Regions from separate parts of the Capra hircus genome. Here region 2 is linked to region 1. The links are chromatin contacts, called in public Hi-C maps. All regions are on one chromosome and are shown on one strand. The core of a region is the stretch at or near the end of the contact, and the rest is flanking DNA. Distances in the headings are between cores, read along the strand shown.

Region 1 (5,087 bases), core at 1,516-4,015:
ATGAAGATGCCCACACGTTGGTTTCTTCTGGGGGATCTGTTCTCGGCCTCCCTTGTTGTCTTGCAGATGGCTGTGTTACCCCTGCCTCTCCACACCATTTTCCTTGGGTGTGTGTCTGCGTCTAGACCTTCTCTTTTTACAAGAATTCCAGTCACATTGGATCAGGGCCTTTCTTAATGACCCCACTTTAGAGCCTATCTCTCACTGTGTTTACATTCTTCAGTTTTGGGGGTTAGTACTTCAATATAACAAACTGAGGGGGAGACATAATTTGGTCCATAACAAGTTCTTTCCTCCTAGACTGGTGTACCCAGCATACTTTGCAGGCTTTTCTCTCTGGCACATGGAGGGTACATGCTACTCTGAGATTTCTCCCTGTGTCTTCTTTTTTTGCTTCTTGTGAAAATACTCAAACACATAGTAGGATATATGCCGATACATGTATCCCTCACTAAATTCAATACAGCTTACACATTTTGTCAAATATCATTCTGGTAGGTATGTATGTGTATTTCCCTAAAGGTAAATATTTAAGTTACCTTTAAATGTTGTTGGAGAACGAATTGGCAACCCACTCCAGTATTCTTGCCCGGAGAATCCCATGGACGGAGGAGCCTGGTGGGCTATAGTCCACCGGGTCGCAAAGAGTCGGACACGACTGAGCGACTTCACTTCACTAAATGTTGTAGGATGCACTTCTAAATATAAATGATAAAGAAAGAGATAGTCTTTCACACACCACTGTACCATCATCATGTGTGTATGTGCTGAGTCGCTTCAGTCATGTCCAACTCTTTGAGACCCCGTGGACTGTATCCCACAGGCTCCTCTGTCCATGGGATTCTCCAGGCAAGAACACTGGAGTGAACTGCCATGCCTATCTCCAGGGGCTCTTTCGGACCCAGGGACTGAACCCACGTTTCCTGTGTGGCTCCTGTGTTGCAGGCAGATTCTTTATCACTGTGTCCTTGGTTCTAACAATAATTCCCTATATCATCTAAATATAATCCATCCATATTCATGATTCTTAGACTATCACCAAAATGTCTTACAATGATTTTCTTCACCAACCAAGCAAGATTCTTGCATTGAAAATGGTTATGTATCGTCAGTATCTTGCCTCTTTTTAGCTTAAACATTTCTCTCTCGCCCTTTCTTTTCAGGATACTGACTTTTTGAAGACACTAAGCCACTCATTCTGGAAGACATTCCAGCCACTAGTACTGGAATGCCCCTTGTTCTGGTGTTGTCTGACATCTCCCTTGAGGTCACTACAATAAACAGCTATTAAAACCATGTATTTACTGTAAAACAGTTGTTGAGGACAGACCTGGCATGATTCCAGCTCCTTATGTATGTTCTATATGAGAAATTCTCACCAGAGTTTAGTGCCAGGAAAGAGTTGTGCCTCCCTCCATGAATGGCATTTTATTTTTTTCTGATGAGAGCTAGGAAATTCTCACCAGAGTTTAGTACCAGGAAAGAGTTGTGCCTCCCTCCATGAATGGCATTTTGTTTTTTTTTCTGATGAGAGCTAGGAAACGTTCTGTCTCTCTTTTTGTTCAAAAAGTGCAGAGTGAAGTTTACAGCTGTGGTGCTTTTTAGGGCTATCACATCTGCTTCACCTTTTCCCCTTGATCCTGAGTTCTACTTTGTTCACTCTTTAAGGTATTGTGAGTCTTTCATTGTAAATTCAAATTCTTTTTTTTTTTTTTGCTTTGAAGATTTGGGATATAAGTAAATCCAGCTGATTTCCCCAAGGCTTTTCCTAACATCCAAGCTCAGAGATGAAGGGCTTGCCCAAAGGTGCTTTATAGCCAATTCCTTTCAGGGAACCAGAGGGTTGCAGAGAACTTCTGAAGACCAAGCCTCTTCCCCACACAAAGTGTTCTTCAGGGTAGCTATGATTTAACACTAACCTTGTCTTCTTGTCTTGTTAACAGTAAACAGGACATCTGCTCCACTTATTGATTTTTTAAGGGGATCCTGCCTCTCCCGTAGTAACTTGTGGTCCACATGTATCTGCCATCATTCAGCTGTTCACCAAGCTCTGTGCCAAGAATGAAGAGAAATCTAAGAAAGCAGTTATGGCCTCTGGACAATTGAGGTTAGGGTTTATGGTTCTTTTATATTTCCTTGAGATCACAATAGCTTTTGATATGCTAGGACTTATGCAAACCCATCCAGTGGGGCTATTAATCTCAGTGTGAACCTGATAGCCAGAAATACAAGTACCATGAGGTCTGATTTTAGTGGCTGCTTATTAAGTACTTATGATGTGTCAGGAACATAAGTGTATTGTCTTCTCTAATCCTCACAACAATTCTGTAAGATAAACACTGGTGTCCACATTTTCTAAAGCAGAAATCAGAGGTTCAGAGATGCTGAGTAACTTGCCTGAGTAAGTTATGAAGCTAGGATTTAAATCTACATCTGTCTCCTAAACACATTTTTTTTAACATTATAGTACATTGTCTGTGTTTTGTTCCTTGCCTAGAAAAAAATTAAAGAGGAGAAAAACACTGTTGCTAAACTCAGAGTGAGGGGAAAGGAAACTATTTATTATACTTTTGACCTCCTCCAATACACATGGGGCAGGACTGCTCCAGGACGGGAGTTCGGTTAATTCTGTTTGTTTATCTTCCTGATCCCTAGGGTGGAAGTGACTTCTGACCACCCCAGCACCTGACAGTATGGGAGGCATCAGCAATAGCATCTGGTCACACAACCTTGTTCCAGAAGGCCCACCCACAGCCTGCTCCCCTTCACACTGGCAGAACGAAAGCATCAGCGTTCCCAGACCATGAGGCTCGCCAAGAATTCAAATGCTTATTCAATAGAACAAATATGGTTGAAGAGAGTTTATGATTTGATTACATGTTGGCAGCCCACTCCAGTATTCTTGCCTGGAGAATCCCATGGACAGAGGAGCCTGGCGGCCTTTGGTTAGTAGGGTCGCCAAGAGTTGGACACGACTGAGTTGCTGAGCACACAGAGGCAGAGCAGCTGCGCCAGCAACCTTGATGATCTGTGCTAATGGAGGGGATGTTGGGACTGAATGTGACACCCACACCATCTGTACTTGGAGGGGCTTTTCTGGGATCTGGAAGTGTGAGGTCAAGAAGTGGTAACTTAGGGCTGTTCCAGGGCTTCAGGAAGTCCCTGAAGTTCAAAGCAGACTTTGTGTGTATATGCACATATTTCTGGATGAGGGTCTTTAACTGATGTCAGATTTTCAGAGGGGACTCTCACTCCCAAAGGTTAAGAATCATCACTTTGAGACTAATTCAGATAATGCTTTATTATTTAATATTAACTGGAGCTAATTTAAAATTAGTTTACTTTCTGTTCGGTTATCTAGGTGGTGGGGAAATGCCAACAGTGAAAACTGTGTCACTGATTAACTAGAGGAAGTTGAATCCAGCAGTTAAGAGCCAGGGTCTGGAACTTTGCTGTTCTCTAGCAACATGCTCTTGGGCAAGTTACTGAATTTCTCTGAGCTTCAGTTTAGTCCTCTGTAGAATGGGTTGAGGTACAGTTCTACCTCATGATATTTCCAAGTGGCCCTAGTGGTAAAGAACCCACTTGCCAATGCAGGTTAGATGTAAGAGACGCAGGTTCGATCCCTGGGTCGGGAAGATCCCCTGGAGGAGGGCATGACAACCCAGTCCAGTATTCTTGCCTGCAGAATCCCATGGACAGAGAAGCCTGGCAGGCTGCAGTCCTCAGGGTTGCACAGAGTCTAACACAACTGAAGCAACTTAGTACACGCACACCTCATGATGTTATGAGGGTTAAGCAAGATAATAAACACAAAGTCTTTAGCATTACCTTAGGTTAGCCATTATTTGTTTTATTATTTTGTTTCTTATTTAATAGAATGAAATCATTACTGGTGGCAGAGTCTTTGTGGCAAGAAGCCGTCAAGGTTGTCCTTCCAATTTCCCCACATGTTCAGCACAGGCTGGGCCCTCGCATTTCACCCCTCCTCTCTCCTCCCTAGATCATTTAAAGCTGGCTTAGTCTTGAGGCCAACTCAAGAACCACCTTCTCAGTATCTCCCAGCACATTCCATATTCCAGCATGGTTTATTATTTCTTCTTTAAAATTTTTTACATTGAAGTATAGTTGGAGGTACAATATTATATGTTATAAGTATGTAATATATATAAAATTCACATTTTTAAAGGTTATACTATATTTACAGTTATTACAAAATATTGGCTATATTCCCTCTGCTGTACGATAAATCACTGTAGCTTATTTTATATACAATTGTTTTTACCTATTAATCCCCTTCCCCTGTATTGCCCCTCCTGATTCCCTCTCCCATTGGTAAACGCTAGTTTGTTCTCTGTATCTGTGAGTCTGCTTGTGTTTCATATATTCACTAGTTTGGTGTATTTTTTTAGATTGTAAATGTAAGTGATATCATAGACTCTTTGTCGTTCTCTGACTTATTTCACTTAGTCAATGCCCTCTAAGTCCGTCTATGTTGCAGCAAATGGCAAAATTTCAATCTTTTCTTTGGCTGAGCAGCATTCCATTGTACGTATGCATGTGTGTGTGAGTGTGTGTGTGTGTGTGTGTACATATTTTCTTTATTCATTCATCTGTTGATAGACAGTTTGCTTGCTTCCATACTTGGCAACTGTAAATGCTGCTGTGAATATTGGGGCACATTTATCTTTTCAAATTAGTGTTTTGTTTTTTTGGATATATACCCAGGAGTGAAATTGCTGGATCATATAGTAGTTCTAGTTTTTTGAGAACCCACCATACTGTTTTTCACAGTCCATTTTAACCATCTTTAAGTGCACAATTCACTGACATTAGGTACATTCACACTACTGTGCAACCAAGATCACTATTTCATATCCAGAGCTTTTTTCTTATCATCCTGAACTGGAACTCTGTATCCATTAAATAATAATTCCCCTTTGCCTCTTTCCACCAGCTGCTGCTATCATTCTACTTTCTGTTTCTGCAGATTTTACTATTATAGATAACATATATTGTGCAATCAGACAGCATTTATCTTTTTGTCTCTGACAATGTTTCCAACGTCATTCACACATGCATCCAAA
Region 2 (5,087 bases), core at 1,213-3,712, 43 kb after region 1:
ATCCATCTCATTAGAACTGATTCAAATGTATTCTTTTTAATGGTTGAGTAATACTCCATTGTGTATATGTACCACAGCTTTCTTATCCATTCATCTGCTGATGGACATCTAGGTTGTTTCCATGTCCTGGCTATTATAAACAGTGCTGCAATGAACATTGAGGTACATGTGTCTCTTTCAATTCTGGTTTCCTCAGTGTGTATGCCCAGCAGTGGGATTGCTGGGTCATAAGGCATCAAGCTGGATTTAGAAAAGGCAAAGGATCCAGAGATCAAATTGCCAGCATCTGTTGGATCATAGAAAAGGCAGAAAAAATTCCAGAAATACATCTACTTCTGCTTCATTGACTACACTAAAGCCTTTGACTGCGTAGATCACAACAAACTGTGGAAAATTCTTAAAGAGATGGGAATATTAGGCCACTGTACCTGCCTCCTGAGAAACCTGTATGCAGGTCAAGAAGCAACAGTTAGAACTGGACATGGAACAACAGACTGGTTCCAAATTGGGAAAGGAGGACGTCAAGGCTGTATATTGTCACATGCTTATTTAACTTATATGCAGAGTACATCATGAGAAACACTGGGCTGGATGAAGCACAAACTGGAATCAAGATTGCTGATAGAAATATCAATCACCTCATATATGCAGATGACACCAGCCTTATGGCAGAAAGCAAAGAGGAACTAAAGAGCCTCTTGATGATGGTGAAAGAGGAGAATGAAAAAGCTGGCTTAAAACTGAACATTCAAAAACTAAGATCTTGTCATCTGGTCCATCACTTCATGGCAAATAGATGGGGAAACAATGGAAACAGTGACAGACTTTATTTTTTTGGGCTCCCAAAATCACTGCAGATGGTGATTGCAGCTGTGAAATTAAAAGATGTTTGCTCCTTGAAAGAAAAGCTATGACCAAACTAAACAGTGTATTAAAAAACAGAGACATTACTTTGCTGACAAAGGTTCATATAGTCAAAGCTATGGTTTTTCCAGTAGTCATGTATGGATGTGAGAACTGGATCACAAAGAAGGCTGAGTGTCAAAGAATTGATGCTTTTGAACTATGGTGTTGGAGAAGACTCTTGAGAGTCCCTTGGGCTGCAGAGAGATCCAAACAGTCAATCCTAAAGGAAATCAATCCTGAATATTCATTGAAAGGACTGATTATGAAGCTGAAGCTCCAATACTTTGGCCACCTGATGCAAAGAGCTGACTCATTAGAAAAGACCCTGATGCTGGGAAAGATTGAGGTCAGGAAGAAAAGGGGACAACAGAGGATGAGATGGTTGGATGGCATCATTGACTCAATGGACACAAGTTTGAGCAAGCTCCAGGAGTTGGTGAAGGACAGGGAACCTGATGTGCTGCACTCCGTGGGGTCCCAAACAGTCGGACACGACTGAGTGACTGAACAACAATTACAGGGGGAGGCATAGAGGAGGCAGTTAGACACAAGGGTCTGGACAGCAAGGGGAGAGGGTGGGACTAGAGATATGTATTTAGGAAACACCAGTTGTGTGGATGGTATTTAAAATCATGAGCTAGGAAGAGTTCACTTAGGGGCTGTAAGAGAGAAGGGGGGAACACCCAATAATTGGAGGCTGGGTCATAGCCACCTAGAGGGAGAAGAAATGGTCTGGGAGCAACAAAGAGCAAGGGGCTATTACTCCTTAGCAGCTTTATATTAGGCTGGGCAATTGGGCAGTTTCGTATTAAAAAAATAAACTGAGTAGCAAATAAAATAGAAGCCTCAGTTGTGATGTCTCTGGGATAGAGTATAACGGATTGCAGCTGGGACCTTCTGTACTTGGATGAGCTTGAAGCACACATGCTGTTGCAGGGGGGATATTTGGGAGGGTGGTTCTCTCTGTCCACCCCTCTCCCAACTCCTCTCCTAACCTTCCATCTCCCACTCTTCCTCCTTTGCCTTCTTCTTCTCTTCCTTCTCTTTTCCCTCCACTCCACTAGTCAGTGAGCCTGGGGTTCCAGGACATAAGAAAGCTTCCCCTGAGGTATGGGTCACTGGCAAGGTCCATCCCAGACGTTTAAACGTCCATCCCAGACGTTTCACTAATTGGGAATTCATTAAGATTTGTAAAACGCCAGAATGCGAATTCTCCTGAAAGGGGAGTTTATTTGTTCTTCACAGTTCAGTGTGAATTACTTTAATCAGATAATCAGTTAACAGCTGGTTGAGATCAATGTGTACTATATTCTCTGTTTAAAAAAATCTCACTAGGAATAGAGCAGAGTCTCAAGTTTTATCATGCATAAGATTGACTTTGGAAGCTCATTAAAATGCAGAGTCCTAGATTCCATCCCCAGAAATCCCCACTTCCTGGATCCAGATGATTCTGATGCAAGCGGCTTTTGAACCACATGGGGAAACACTGGGTAGAGAGGATTGAACAGAACTTTGGGAATCACTGTATTTCTGTGGAGAATGTCCTTGGCAGATTGTCAGAAGGAAGACTTTTGAAGCAGGTCTCGGGATCTCTGAAGGAGAGAGGAAGGGGGAAGAGATTCTAGAATGGAAGGGAATGAAAAAAAGCTAATGCCTTCTCTGTGACCTTATTGGCATCGGAACCCCCTAGCGGCTTCCAGGGTGTACTATGGAACTGAGAATTTACGACGCAAAAAGCACGGGATTAAGTATTAAGCACTTTCCAGACACTGACTCATTTAATTCTTATCACTTGCCTCTGCCTGAGGTACTTTATAATCCTTGTTTGTGGATTAAAGAGGCCGCAAGGGTGCTAAGCGCCAGAGCACGTTTGAAATCTTTGACCGGCTGACTGTAAATCCATGCGCATACCCACCCGGTTGCTTTGCCGAAAGGTACATACTGGGCACGGAATCTCAAAGGGGAGGCTGTGATGATCACCCCGCTGCTCAGGAGTGTCAGACGCCGTCCTTCGGAATGGCCTTGCTTTGGTGCCTCCTGGTGGCCGCTAACCTGTAGTGCTGAGAAGTGATGGAAAGAACCATCACTGAATTGAGCCCCGGCTTCCAAGGTCGCGAGTAGGATTCTTGAAATACAGCGCCTTTCACCTGGTCAAACATGCAAGCCCTTGACTTCCTGTATCTGTGCATTTCCAGGGAACTCGCGTTACAGCTACGTCCCTCATCTTCTGCCTCAGTGACACATGACATGCTAATTTCCAAATTACAAGCCACAGCCTTTTAACCTGATCATACGGCGGCACACACCTTCCCTCCAACCATTTGGGCTCAGCTGCTGTTGCTGCTGCTAATTCGCTTCAGTCGTGTCTGACTCTGTGCGACCCCATAGATGGCAGCCCACCAGGCTCCTCTGTCCATGGGATTTTCCAGGCAAGAGTACCGGGCTCAGAGGACCAGCTTAATTTTCATTAATCGGTGAGGAAAAGCACTCTTGCTTCTCTACTCTACTAGGCCTGCTTCTATTTTTAACAGCCTGTCTTCCAAAACACTAGTGAGCTAAAAATAGACTTACTTACAATACAGTTCATCCTGTACTCAGATGCCAGGAGGAACTAGTTTATGCTTCATCCAAGATGAAACACTTTAAAGAAGCACATTATTTCATGTAACTATTTATTAATATCATTCTTAAAGAGTCCTCTGCCAAGAACCCTTTGCAGTAGACCTTGGAAATGAGAGAACTTGAGGCAGAAAGTTGTGAAAAGAGATTTCTGAAGAACTATTTGGTAATAGTTTTGGCCAAGGTTCCAAAATGCTTTGGGAGCTTTCTTCCTTAACTTCAAACACTGTCGGTCTCTTAAATTTAAACTTAACTCTAGATCTCTGCTTCTACGTGATCTAGACAAACTGGATCATCCTGTAAAATTAGGGTTGCTAGATTTAGCAAATAAAAATAGAGGATGCTTACATTTCAGATAAACATTGGACTTCTTTTTTTTTTTTTTTTACTGTAAGTATGTCCCCCATATTGCATGGATGGCCTAGGACTTTTCTAGTTTTAGCACTGACCGTTATGTTTGGGAACGCCTTCAGTCCCAGGCAAATGAGAACAGTTAGGTACCCTAAATAAAATATAAACCATACACTCCTCTTGAGGATTTTACCACTCACTGAGAAGTCCTGTGGAAGAGAAACTATTTTCTTGGTAATAGCTTTACTAAGATATAACTTACATACCATAAGACACCACTTAAAGAATATAATTCATCGATTTGTGATATATTCATAGAGTTGCACAACCAGCACTACTAACTAATTGTAGAATATTTTCATCACCACAAAAACATCATACCTCTGCTTTCTCCCCTCCCTCTGGTCTTTGGAAACACTCGTTTATTTACCTTCTGTCTCTCTGGATTTGCCTATTCAGGGCATTTCCTATAAAAGAAATCATGGAACACATGACGATCCTTTGTGACTGGATTCTTTCACTTAGCAAAATGTTTTGAAGGTTCATCCATGTTGTAGCATAATTCAGGACTCCATTCCTTTTTATTGCCAAATAGTATACCACTGTATGAATATGCCACATTTTGCGTATTCATTCTTCAGCTGAATAGTATTTGTTTCTAACTTATGGTTATTATGAGTAACGCTGCGCTAAACATTCTTGTACAAGTTACTGTGTGATGTACGTTTTCATTTCTGTTAGGTACATATAACTAGGAGTGGAATTCCTGGGTTATATAGGAACTGTGTAATTTTCTGAGGAATTTCCAAACTGTTTCTAGTGTACGCACCACTTTACATTCCCATCAGCAATGTATGTGGTTTTCAATTTCTCTAAATCTTTGTTAACACTCTATTTGATCACAGGCATGCTAGTGGGTGGGAAATGGTATCTTTCTGTGGTTTTGATTCATGTCACCCTGCTTATTTAACTTACATGCAGAGTACATCATAAGAAATGCTGGGCTGGAAGAAGCACAAGCTGGAATCAAGATTGCCGGGAGAAATACCAATAACCTCAGATATGCACATGACACCACCCTTATGGCAGAAAGTGAAGAGGAACTAAAAAGCCTCTTGATGAAAGTGAAAGAGGAGAGTGAAAAAGTTGGCTTAAAGCTCAACATTCAGAAAACAAAGATCATGGCATCTGGTCCCATCACTTCATGGGAA

Evidence for each region. A called contact is a pair of places that touch in the nucleus more often than the background predicts.
Region 2: a Hi-C map of blood shows a contact between it and region 1, with 4 times the contacts expected there. The contact joins two enhancer-like sites. A contact is called at or near these places in 2 of 5 Hi-C or Micro-C datasets (both in blood).

The regions. Positions count from the first base shown.
Region 1 is chr4:74,158,261-74,163,347 of ARS1.2, forward strand. All of the region lies in intron 2 of LHFPL3 (lipoma HMGIC fusion partner-like 3 protein), which reads right to left. Among named protein-coding and RNA genes, the nearest start is that of KMT2E, 62 kb to the left of the region's middle. Within about 2 kb of position 2,766, at least 2 of the 5 cell types and tissues checked have an H3K27ac peak or open chromatin away from gene starts, as enhancers often do.
Region 2 is chr4:74,201,824-74,206,910 of ARS1.2, forward strand. The region is part of intron 2 of LHFPL3 (lipoma HMGIC fusion partner-like 3 protein); the gene reads right to left. Among named protein-coding and RNA genes, the nearest start is that of KMT2E, 110 kb to the left of the region's middle. Within about 2 kb of position 2,463, at least 1 of the 5 cell types and tissues checked has an H3K27ac peak or open chromatin away from gene starts, as enhancers often do.